Linked DNA regions of Triticum aestivum: region 2 is linked to region 1. A link is a contact called in public Hi-C data. All regions are on one chromosome and are shown on one strand. Each heading gives the region's core, a stretch centred on a gene start, on an enhancer-like site or on the middle of the called end of the contact. The rest is flanking DNA. Distances are from core to core; before and after follow the strand shown. Region 1 holds the start of LOC123128468 (5'-adenylylsulfate reductase-like 3). Region 2 has its middle 23 kb from the start of LOC123131016.

Region 1 (5,815 bases), core at 313-2,812:
CAAAATTCCCTGCAGCTATTTTGCACGCCGTTTTTGTGTGTGATTAGTTGCCCATAGACCATAGCCGAAGCTGCTTAGCTTTAGCTGCATGGGTGTTGCTGTACGATTTGAGCCCTCCCATGATTATACTTAGTACGCAGGGTGGAACGTCTAACTCATATCATAGTGTTCTCCAGCTGCCACGGACACCACATCATCAGCAAAGACAAACCGATGGCGATACGCCACCATAAATCCAAACGAATTGACACTGCCGATGCCATTGGCCCTTGATTCCATCCAATGTTTCTTTCATTCCTTGGCATCACAGGGTCAAACCCTGCGAAGGACGGACAAATTATCTCCTCGCAAGTCGTACTCCTGGGCTGGCAGAGCAACTCCCAAAGCAAATTCGGTTGCCGCTGTTTGTCCTGTGGCTGAAAGTTGAAACCGCTGGTGTTCCCGCAAAAAAAAAGAAAAAAAAGAAAAAGAAACCGCTGGTGTTAACAAAAGAAAGACTCGTCGCCTCCCGCTCTTGAAGCAAAATCGATCCACGCTTGTTTCTATCGGCCAGTTGGCTGGCACAATCTTGTTCGCGAGTGTGGTGACAGTGACGGGCCGTCTGAGGCCGGAGATGATTGGCCCATCCGCTCACTCACGCACTCGGTCACAGCCTCTCGCAGGGTTCGGCTCCACCCGCAGGCGCAACGAAATATTCCATCCACCATCTGGTACTGGCAGTACGAAATCTTAATAAGCAAGTCAATCCGGTCCGTTGCAGTTTATAGACCCAACGATAAGATTCTTTTGTGCACCAACAGAAAAGGTAATATTCCTTTTGGGGTCGATGCCGGAGCAAATCAATTTTTGTTCTCCACAAGTTTTGCCATAAGACGAGAGTAGCGGCAGCAAGTTGCGCATACATATATTCTCCTACGTCCAATTATCCGTGACACTGACCCAAAGCAAACCTTCTGCGTCAAAGACCTTTTCTTTTAAGGCTAGTCATAGTGGGAGTAACTTAGGTGAGTAACATAACACATTTCAAAACAATTTTGTTTATGTGACATAGAGTTAATGAGGAGAGAGATACTTGTGGTAACATAATATGTTACTAATTTAACATAACACACCTCGAGGTAATATGAGTCTACAGTATAATGAAGGCTTGCATGTTATCATCCATATCTTACTACCCATTACGAAGGTGATAACATAGACTAGTAATATATGTATGTTACCGGTCTAAGTTACTCCCCACTATGACCAGCCTAAAAGACGACAATATCTCACTGACAGGGTGGTCCCATAGTGACGGGTCATTGCGGGCCCACCGCGGCCTTCTTCATAGGTCCACGTGTGTCGTGATCGATTCTGTGGGTGTAGGCGCGTATTCATAAATATCGCGTCACCATGCCGCGGGGCTGCGAGACCAACCCCGTCACCGCGTGGCGGGCCCCGCACGTCATCCTCCGGATCCCGCGTCCCGGGGGCCAGCTCGCCCGGGCATCTCGTCCGTCCGATCGCGATCGGACTGCGGCCCGGCGCCCGCACCCGATAAAGCGACCCGCCTCGGCCTCACAACGCAAAGGGCTCCCAATCCCGCACGCCCAAACCAACCTCCGCCCGCACCCGTCGGCGCAGCGCAACCGAAAATCCCCGCGGCCGCCGCGCTCCCCCGGCGCCGAGCGCCAGCCGGCCAGCGCATGCGAGGAGCCCCCGGAGCCCGGATCTAGGGCGGGGGGACGCGTCCGTGCCAGGGCCCCATGGGCCGGGGGTCGCCGCGGTGGGCGGCGCTGCTGCTGCTGCTCCTCCTCCTCGCCGCCGCGGGGCTCTCCTCCGCGCATCCCGGGGCGTGCCCGGTGCCCGCCGCGGCGGAGGCCGTGCTCGGGCCTCCCAGCACCTGCTCGCCGCTGGATCGCCGCCTCGGCGACCCGGTCGGCGTCATCGAGGTGAGCTATCCCGACGCTTTTTTTTTTTGATAAAATATACAGCGGCGAATAGATTATTGACGGGGTGAAAGTTGGGGGTCGTGAAATTAGGGATTTTCTAGGTCCATACATGGTGTCAAGGGTGTGGATAGGTTCTTCTATCCTGTCAATTGGTTTATGCATTTTGGCAACCTGCACTGATAAGCTGCATATGCGTTAAGCTATGAGAAATTTCTCCTTAGGACCAAGCCAGCTTTGGGGGCGTTCTTGTAATACCCCTTTCTAATCAATGGATTCGGCAGCTCTCCTGCCAACATTGAGAAAAAAAAAGGACCAAGCCAGCTTTGTGTTTGGTTTGAAATTCCCTCCTCTGCCCCCTGTGCTCCTATAATAACACGTTGTCCTGAAGTGTTACTATGTTGTATCAATTGGTTTTGTGCCATGTCCCTAAAAAGCCACTTTCATATTTGTTTGGAATTCCCTGCAACTCCTGTTCCTATAGTAACATACTCTGCTGAAGTGTTATGCAGCTTATGCTATGTGTGTTGCATTATCTGTTTTTTGTGACATGTCACTTGCAGATAATCAGGGATACTATTGTGTGCTTCTTCCAATTTGGTCGCATCTTGTATCTTGGGGTTGGTCTGACTTAGAGAAAAAGAATATAAATAAAAACTTGGATGTAGTTTTCCATCCTTGTCTTTTGTTTTTTTCTCCTAAAATGTAGAGCTCAAAATTAGAACATAAAACATATTCTCCCTAACATGGCACCACGTTACATTTAAGTGAGTTAAAAATAATCTGACAACTAGTACTATATCTAACTAATTTTGTTATTTTTTTCTTTTATTGTGATGTAGTGCCTGTTTGTCCCTCCCTTCCTTCATTAGCACAAGGATATTCCATCTGTTGTACTTGTAGAATTGAAGCCGACTCTTAAATTTCTTTAACATTATATAGGGAGATGAGGCTACATTGGCGAGGGCAGTCAATCTTCTTTACTTGAACAAAGATGAGTACATTGCTGTACTTTTCTATGCCTCGTGGTGCCCGTTTTCACAAGAGTGCAAACCTAATTTCGAGAAGTTGGCTCACTTATTCCCAACTATTCGCCATTTTGCATTTGAGGAATCTGCAATTAGGCCAAGGTATGCCCGCCTTTGGACTGAAGAAAAATGTGTTCCTTAGTGTAATACACTACTGTTTGTTTTATGATGGAGTGTAACCTTTGCATTTGAAACTGCAGCATAATATCAAGATATGGAATTCATGGTTTTCCAACACTATTTCTCTTGAATTCAACAATGCGAGTGAGGTACCATGGACCTCGAACTGTTAAGCCACTAGCTGCTTTCTACAGTGATGTTTCAGGTGTGTAAATTGTTGCATACGGACTCTTTCTTCTTTTCCATTCTTTTTTGTATTCTATTTTTTTGGAGTGTGTTGTAGTTTTGCTTGCATGCTTACCAGAGTTCTTCATTGTATTGAGCAACTGAGCTACATGTTCGTATTTTTCCACCTATCTTGTGGTATGAGACATCTTTGTTCCAAACTAGTGTCTATGAGTCTCCTTGTGGTTGGAGTTTGAACTTGGAATTTGTTGTGTTTATGATATCTTTTGTGGCTGCATCTGTTTTTCTAATTGATTTGCTGACGGTCAATTTATGTGATGAAGGCATCAGTGCATCAGTGGAGTCAACCACTGGGGAGGCCATGCCACACCCGTTAGATGAAATTGAGCCAAAAAAGGATGTTGAACCGGAAAATTGTCCATTCTGGTGGGCGCGTTCACCCGAAAATATACTCCAGCAGGATACGTATCTAGCACTGGCAGCTTCTTTTGTAATCCTGCGGTTGCTGTATCTTCTATTCCCAAGGATAGTTTCTGCAGCAAAATGGGCATGGAGGAGGCATACTCTGTTTGCGAACTTGATGGGCGTGCATGAATATTTCTTCACCTACCTCGAGCAAGCAAGACAGAAATTGAGTAGGTTATACCCTTCGAAGCGAGGGAATTTACAGGAGGGGGCAAGGAATGCCACTGCCTGGGCCTCCAAATCATTAGCATCTGTGTCAATCGGAGAACCAAGCACTATCGGAAGGACGAACTCCACGAATGAACTGAGGTGAAGTGTAAACTTTTTTGTCCGCAGGGATATTATGTACAGTAGAGTGATCAGGATATGAGCACCAAGAATCTGTTGTAACCAGCTTTGCTAGCTATTGTAACATCATCATTAGAATAAGCACCTCCCCCAGTATTGTTGCCATTATAACCTTGTCTTGAATAGCTGTTGCCCAAACATATTCTTGGAGGAAAAAGGTTGACGTGTTCGACACTTCCACGACATGTTAGAATTGTATGCATGGCCTCTGTTCAAAAGTTGAGGATGTCAGAACTAGGGTTTTGGGCTGGGACTGCTCACGGTCGTTTCCTTTGTATGTTCGCAGTGTGATGATTCACTAAATGAGATACATGTATGAACTTGTTTGGCATCGGTATGTGATTTCCCCACCCCGTTTGGTTCAGTTTGTTACTCAGAAGTGCAAAAATCTGTTGGTTCCACCACGTATTTGAAGATGTTGTTACAAATTTGCACCAGGCCTGCGTATGAACGGAGTCCAGGAGTAAACAAAATGTAGATCCCACTGCACTGATATACATGATTAGTACCGAAGTTAAATTTTTTTTTGAGGATGTACCGTGAGTTACATGATCGACTGCACACGCTCTTGAGCATCAGTCTCTGGGCTGGCGAAGTGGTGCAGCCACAGCGCCAGGGCCTCCTCCTGCTGCTCCCACCAAAGCTTCTCGATTAGTTCCTCCAGCATGGTCACCATCTCCACCTTCTCCCTGCTGCTTAGCACCGGCGTGTCCGTCCCGTTGCTCCCGTGGCAGAGCAGCGGCAGCCACGACCGTAGCATCGCCATCCGGTGCTCTGCGTCCTCTGCCGAGTTTGGCGTGCTTGAACAGGAACACTGCACAGAAAGAGACTCGTTTTTCAGGAAGTTGGATACTCCCTTCGTTCCTAAATATAAGTCTTTTAAAAGATTCCACTATAGACTACATACGAAGCAAAATGAGTGAATCTATACTTAAAAAATGTCTACATACATCCGAATGTAGTCTCTATAGTGAAACCTCTAAAAAAACTTACATTTAGGAACAGAGGAAGTAGTTCATAATAAACTCGGTATGTGTGTTTGCTGTAAATTAATGAGCTGTTTGTGTCCATCTTTGCGGTTTGCTTGGGTTACTATCGCACAGAGAGAGTGTTTCCGGGAAGTTGGATAGTTCATCATAAACTCGATACATGAGTTTGTTATAAACCAATGAGCTGTTTGGGAGAGCAGCGATTCGGTGCTCATCTACAACCCCGTTGAAGAAATTTTTTATAACAAATACTGGAAAAAAAATCCATTTTTTGCATGGTAGATAATTTGGTGCGTGAGGTGCGTCCCAAATTTCAGATCATTTAGATATCTAAGTAGCTCTCGGAAAAAGACAAATTTGGGGTTCGTAAAAATTTCTACTGTTCATATACTGTTCCGACCCAATTTGTCTTTTTTGCCGAGAGCTACACGTATGTTCAAATGATCTTAAATTTGAGGGGCGCCTCATGCACCAAATTATCTATCATGCAATTTTTTTTGAATTTGTTTGAATTTTTTTTTGACCGGGTGTAGATGAGCCTGGGCTCAGAAATAGATATTCGGCTGTTTGGCCCATTTTGTGGTTTGCTTGCGCTACCAACTCCACAGAAAGAGACTCATTTTCAGGAAGTTGGATAATTCATTGTAAACTCGGCACATGAGTCTGTTGTAAGTTAGTGAGCTATTTGGCCCATCTTGTGGTTCGCTTAGGCTACCTCTCCGGTAACATCTTGGTCTGTAACTTAATTGCA
Region 2 (5,922 bases), core at 2,542-5,041, 180 kb after region 1:
TATGTTGTGATTCCCTTAGTGGTGTCATGTGAACATCGACTACATGACACTTCACCATATTTGGGCCTAAGGGGATGCATTGTGGAGTAGTTATTAGATGATGGGTTGCGAGAGTGACAGAAGCTTAAACCCTAGTTTATGCGCTATTCCGTAAGGGACCGATTGGATCCAAAAGTTCAATGCTATGGTTAGGATTTATCCTTAATACTTTTCTCGTAGTTGCGGATGCTTGTGAGGGGGTTAATCATAAGTAGGAGGTTTGTTCAAGTAAGAACATCACCTAAGCACCGGTCCACTCACATATCAAATTATCAAAGTAGCGAACATGAATCAAATCAACATGATGAAAGTGACTAGATGAAATTCCCGTGTACCCTCAAGAACGCTTTGCTTATTATAAGAGACTGTTTTGGCCTGTCATTTGCCTCAAAAGGATTGAGCTACCTTGCTGCACTTTTGTTACTACTATCATTACTTGCTCGTTACAAAATATCTTGCTATCAAACTACTCTGTTACTTACAATTTCAGCACTTGCAGACATTACCTTGCTGAAAATCACTTGTCATTTCCTTCTGCTCCTCGTTGGCTTCGACATTCTTACTTATCGAAAAGAGCTACAATTGATCCCCTATACTTGTGGGTCATCAGCCCATACCACAGAGGTTGCTCGAAGCCACAGGAACATCCATGCCAAGCATAAGAAGTTGCTTGGAAAAACCTTGGATCTTGATATGCTATCTCCAACCTTGGGGTCAAAAATGACTCTCAAGAGGTAGTTAACTGTAAAGATCCATTCACGGAGTCCAATTGTCATTACAAGATTTTTATTATGTTTGAACACAAGCTCACATTATATAACCGTGCCATCTTCTCCTTATTGGACATTTCCTTCTAATGTACAGTCTCAAAGTTTTGATTTTTTTTTGTGATTTTTTTTGCACCTCAGCAAACTCACATGTACTTGACTTGTACACCTTGCCATTTAACATCTACTGGAAGGATCTAACACATCTTCAAACTGCATTGTGGTAAATAATTATAGAGTTAACTCTTCATTCAAGTCTTGTTGGAGAGCCATCAAGTCAGACACTTTGTAGTTCTCGCGAATGGTATCAAATACTTCCTTGGAGTCAATATACTCTCAATCTATTCATCTCATTTCACAACTTTAGGATTCCTTTGCGACAAAACTATTTCTAGAAATCTTGTTAGATTCTCTCATTGAATCCTGGATGAGTTCAGTTGCTTCTTCTAGAATAAGAACAACTTGGTCTTGCTTCCTTGCATAGTTATGCAGACATGTCTTTGTAGCCTATAGCAATGACATCAACAAAATCCCTTGAATGTTCTCTTGGATATCTTCGTTCGACTGACTGGATTTGCTTTTTTGTTAGCCCTCTTCATAATTGGGAGATTCTTCATTTGTTCAATATTGGCATTTTGAGTCGGTTTTCTCTTATAGATGACCCATCATCCTTTTGAGCTTGAACAGACAATTTCATTGTGCCTTGTAAGGTTTCTTCAAGTTCATCCTCAGTTGCTTTACCCTTCCCTTCTTGCTTGTTGGAAAAAACTTCATGAGCTGGGGGCAGCAGGCAGAATGGCCCTGCTGAAGCTCCACCACAAAAAATCAATAGGTTATACCGTTCAAAGCGAGATAATTTGCAGGAAGGGCGAGGAATGCCACTGCCGGGGCATCCAAATCATTGGCATCTGTATCCATCAGAGAACCAAGCACCGTTGGAAGGACGAACTCCATGAAGAACTAAGGTGAAGTGTAAACCTTTTTGTTCTCTGATATAAAATGTACGGTAGAGTGATCAGGATATGAACACCAAGAATCTGTTGTAACCGGCTTTGCTAGCTATTGTAACTAATCATTAGAATAAGCTCCCACGTACCCAAGTATGGTTGCCATTATAACCTTGTCCTGAATAGCTGTTGCCCAAATTCATATTCTTGAGGAAAGAGGTTTGACGTGTTAGAACTGCATATGTATTGCCTATGTTCCCAAAGTTGCGGATGTTGGAACTAGGAGTTTGGGTTTTTTTCCTGCTCCTGATGATTCAGCAAATGAGCAAAAGGCCTCGTTCTTTTCCTTTGTATCCATGCATCACTTTTATGAACTTGTTCGGCGTCGTTACTCATTACGCGATTTCCTCGGTCCTTTTGCTCCACTTTACTGCTCAGGGAAGAGTAAAAATCTGTTGGGTTTTCTGAAGATAGTAGGGTTACAAATTTGCACACGCTTGCATGAACAGAGTCCAGAGAGAAAAAAATTGCAGATTACACTAGCATAACTTGTGAACTTCCCACTCTTTTGTACTAAAACTAAACTTACATACACAGGTACTACTACGTAGTAAGTTGCTCGATCGAGTGGCACACACACACAGTTGAGCATCAGGCAAAAGTGCTCCGGCGTACGTGCTGGCTGCTGGTCAGGCGAGGAGCTTGCGCGACTCGGCGTACCATCGCGTGTAGCAGCGCTCGAGGTTGGGCCAGTCGGTGTCCGGGCAGGCGGCGAAGTGGTGCAGCCACAGCGCCAGGGCCTCCTCCTGCTGCTCCCACCGCAGCTTCTCGATCAGCTCCTCCAGCACCGTCACCATCTCCGCCCTCTCCCTGCCGCTCAGCACCGGCGCGTCCGTCCCGTTGCTGCCGCGGCAGAGCAGCGGCAGCCACGACCGCAGCATCGCCATCCGCTGCTCCGCCACGGCCGCCTTGCCCTCCTCCTGCTCGAACTCCGCCGCGTTGGCGTGCCTCAACAGGAACACTGCACCGACAGCCAATGGCGTCCGCGTGCGTGAGAGTGCATCTTCTTCTCATAATAGTTTTAATTTCTCAAGGAAGAAGATGGTTTGCACGTAGTACGTAGACGTACCAGCCAGCCGGAGCAGCGCGACCTGCAGCGTGGGCTCGGCGACGAGCGCGCGGCTGCCGAGGCGCGACGCGGCGCCGAACTGCACGGCGGCCTCGCGCGCCGCGCCGCACTCGGCCATCTTCTGCCCGAGCCACAGCAGCTCGGCGGCGAGCTTCTCGGCCGCGGGGCCGCCGAACGCGTCGTTGCCTTCCAGCGCGGCCACGGTGGGCCTCCACCACCGCACCCCGGACCTGACCGCGCGCACGGCCAGCTCCATCCCGGGCGGGCCCCACTCGCCGCCCGCCGACGCCTCCAGCTGCCCCAGCGTGCGCTCGAACGCGCCGGCCAGCGCGGCGCGGGTCACGGCGGCGACCCGCGCGCCCACGTTGTTCTCGTCGAGCAGCCGCTCCGCGAGCCCGCGCACGAGCTCGTACTTGCGGGAGGCGACGGGGAGCCGGGATGCGACCCAGAGCACGTGCCCGAGCGCGCGCTCCACGCAGGTGGACGCCACGGCGGCGGTGGCCCCCGCGCCCGCGCGGTCCCCGCGCAGCGGCGGCGGCAGCGAGGGCGCGAGCGAGGGGGGCGGCGGCGGCGGCGGGGGCGAGAGCGCGGAGAGGAACGCGAAGAAGAGGGAGATGAAGGCCTGCGTGGCGAGCAGCGCGAGGCGGCGGAGCACGGACAGCGCGCGCGCCGCGGCCACGGGGAGCGGCAGGAGGAGTATCGTGGAGGTGGTGGTGCCATGCTCCCTGGACGACGGCGAGAAGGCCGAAAGGAAGCTGGCGGCGAGGGACACGAGCGGGTCCATGGGAGTCCGGAGCTGGTGCCGGCGCTGCTGCTGCGTCTCCATTGGACCGATCTCCAGAAGAAAGTGATCTGTGAGGTGCAAAAAACGAAGGCGTCTGCTTGCTTATCGAAGCCACTGCCCGAACAGCACACACCCAGGTCGCGCGTGCTCACACGGACGGACGCGCAGAGGGGGGAGGGGACAAACTGGAGGTCGCCGTCGGGCGACTCATCGGTGCAGTTTCCTTCGACCAACTGGCGTGAACCGGCGGTCTGGCGTCGAGCGTTTGTCCACGGGGGAGATCGTGGTTCAGTCGTTCGTGGCTCTTTTCTGGCAGTTTTTTACCGCCGAACCGTGGATATCTGTCTGGTGTTCAGTGACTTATCCTTCGCTTGTGGTCACGTTTCTACGGAGGCAGAGTGGTATGAGTTGAATTGCCAGTCGTTTTAGAATTTCTTGGTACATACAAGGAGTTGAGAAACCGTTATCACACGTTGCCGTATTGGATGGCACCAAGTAAAAGTTTTACAGCCTCAAAAACTTGGAGTGTTTCTTGCCACAGCAACTGGCCTAACAGTATCTCAGCGCGCCAGTTGTTTCTGCTGCACTCAGAAGATGCCAACATCTTCATGAATTTCACGCCAATTTTTTTTTATGAAACGCAAACAATGACACTACAGAAGCAAAGTGTTCAGTGTCTTTGCGACCAATTCTTCTCAAGGAGCAGAAGGGCTCTTTCCTTTACAGACTAGTTTGATCCCAAAATTTGACAAGTTGCGGGTTCCAGCTCCGCCAACAGAATCACCTCAGGTGTTTCTGTAGCCTTTTCTCTGCTGCAAGGGCTGTTTTGTTCTGCGGCTCCAAAGCTAAAGCATGCCTGAAATCTGTACACGCAAGGCAAGACCAATGAGATTGAGAAAAATGAATACCACTATTACAGAAACATAAGCTATGCTATTGCTGCCAACTAGTTTTACCAGAACATCTATAAATAAAATCACTCTACTCCTGGCTATTTCCTCGAAAAGAAAGTGAAATCAGTCAACTCAATGTTAAGCCTAGATGGCTACAATCGCCAGTTAAGCTGGCTTCAACCCTTTACCAGCTTTGCTTAGCGACCAGCAAGAGTATCATGAAAAACCCCACTGTTTCAATCAGATATATTAGTAAGAAATAATTGCATGCTAGAAAATTTCCACACCTTGCAGAGCTTCTTGGTAATTCAAAACACTTTCTTTTGCGGTACCTCGTCGTAGGTATGCTTTAACATTCTGAGGCAACAGCAGCATAAAGAGAAGAAATGTGAATATCTGATGTCACCATAAATAACAGCACAAGACGGTAGTGATATTTTGTAACCATGGAGAAGTGACTAACAAAAGGCCACTTACCTTTTTATCCAACAGTAAGGCCTGGTCGCAATCCGCTTCAGCTTGCTTGAAACTGCATAAGATTCAAAATGCATGAGCTTGAAAGTGCTGATTTCAGGGAATCGTGTTCAAAGGTAATGATATTGAAAGCATACCGTCCAAGTTCCAGATAAGCAGCTGCTCTATTGCAATAGTATGTCGCATTTGTGTCGTTCAATTTGATTGCCCCGGAATAGGATTCAATAGCTTTGCTCCATTGTTTTCTTTTGAAGGAATTATTTCCCTGTTAAGCAAACATAAAACCAAATTGTGGATTGCGCAAACCATGAACATGATTGAACACACGAAAGCTAGAATTTTTTTATTCTTTTTTTATTGTTATTTTCCAGTGCTTGGCAGTCAATGCACAATCTCCTTATATATTTATACTACTCAGGGTTTGGACTCACACTCGATACAGGATTAAAAAATTATCCGTGCTCACTGAGTACCAAGATCAGTGTATACAAATCAGTGTGTAGGACCAGATAGGAAACGGGCACAACTAACACAATCTTACACTGGCTGGCCCAACTTTCCTGAACTACCGCATAAAACTTGATTATTGCCAACAAGGAATGGCAAGGTGTCATTGTCAACGAAAAACTGATAAAGAAACAGGAACAACACAACCCTTAGCAACAAAATGTCAACATATCATTCATAAAAAATGAACATTTTAAACAGCTACGATGCATCAAAATCGCCATTGGTTACTGATGAGTGTGAACCTGGATGCCCAATTATGTGTTCTTGGATGGGAAAATACATACCCAAGGTAACATGATGAATGAATTCGTCTGATGCATGCACTGCTACAAATGTGAACGAGATATACCTTTTCTTTCAACAACTCTGATGTATCAAC

The links. A called contact is a pair of places that touch in the nucleus more often than the background predicts.
Region 2: a Hi-C map of leaf shows a contact between it and region 1, with 4 times the contacts expected there. The contact joins the enhancer-like site here to the promoter of LOC123128468 in region 1. A contact is called at or near these places in 3 of 5 Hi-C or Micro-C datasets (all in leaf).

The regions. Positions count from the first base shown.
Region 1 is chr6A:556,894,096-556,899,910 of IWGSC CS RefSeq v2.1, forward strand. LOC123128468 (5'-adenylylsulfate reductase-like 3) reads left to right here and starts at 1,563. Exons shown (of 4, transcript XM_044548476.1): 1 at 1,563-1,931; 2 at 2,871-3,058; 3 at 3,157-3,281; 4 at 3,586-4,249. The coding sequence starts at 1,746. The coding sequence ends at 4,040.
Region 2 is chr6A:557,068,915-557,074,836 of IWGSC CS RefSeq v2.1, forward strand. It overlaps the pseudogene LOC123128469. Among protein-coding and RNA genes, the nearest start is that of LOC123131016, 23 kb to the right of the region's middle. Within about 2 kb of position 3,792, at least 1 of the 8 cell types and tissues checked has an H3K27ac peak or open chromatin away from gene starts, as enhancers often do. A contact at or near this core is called in leaf, where this site is marked.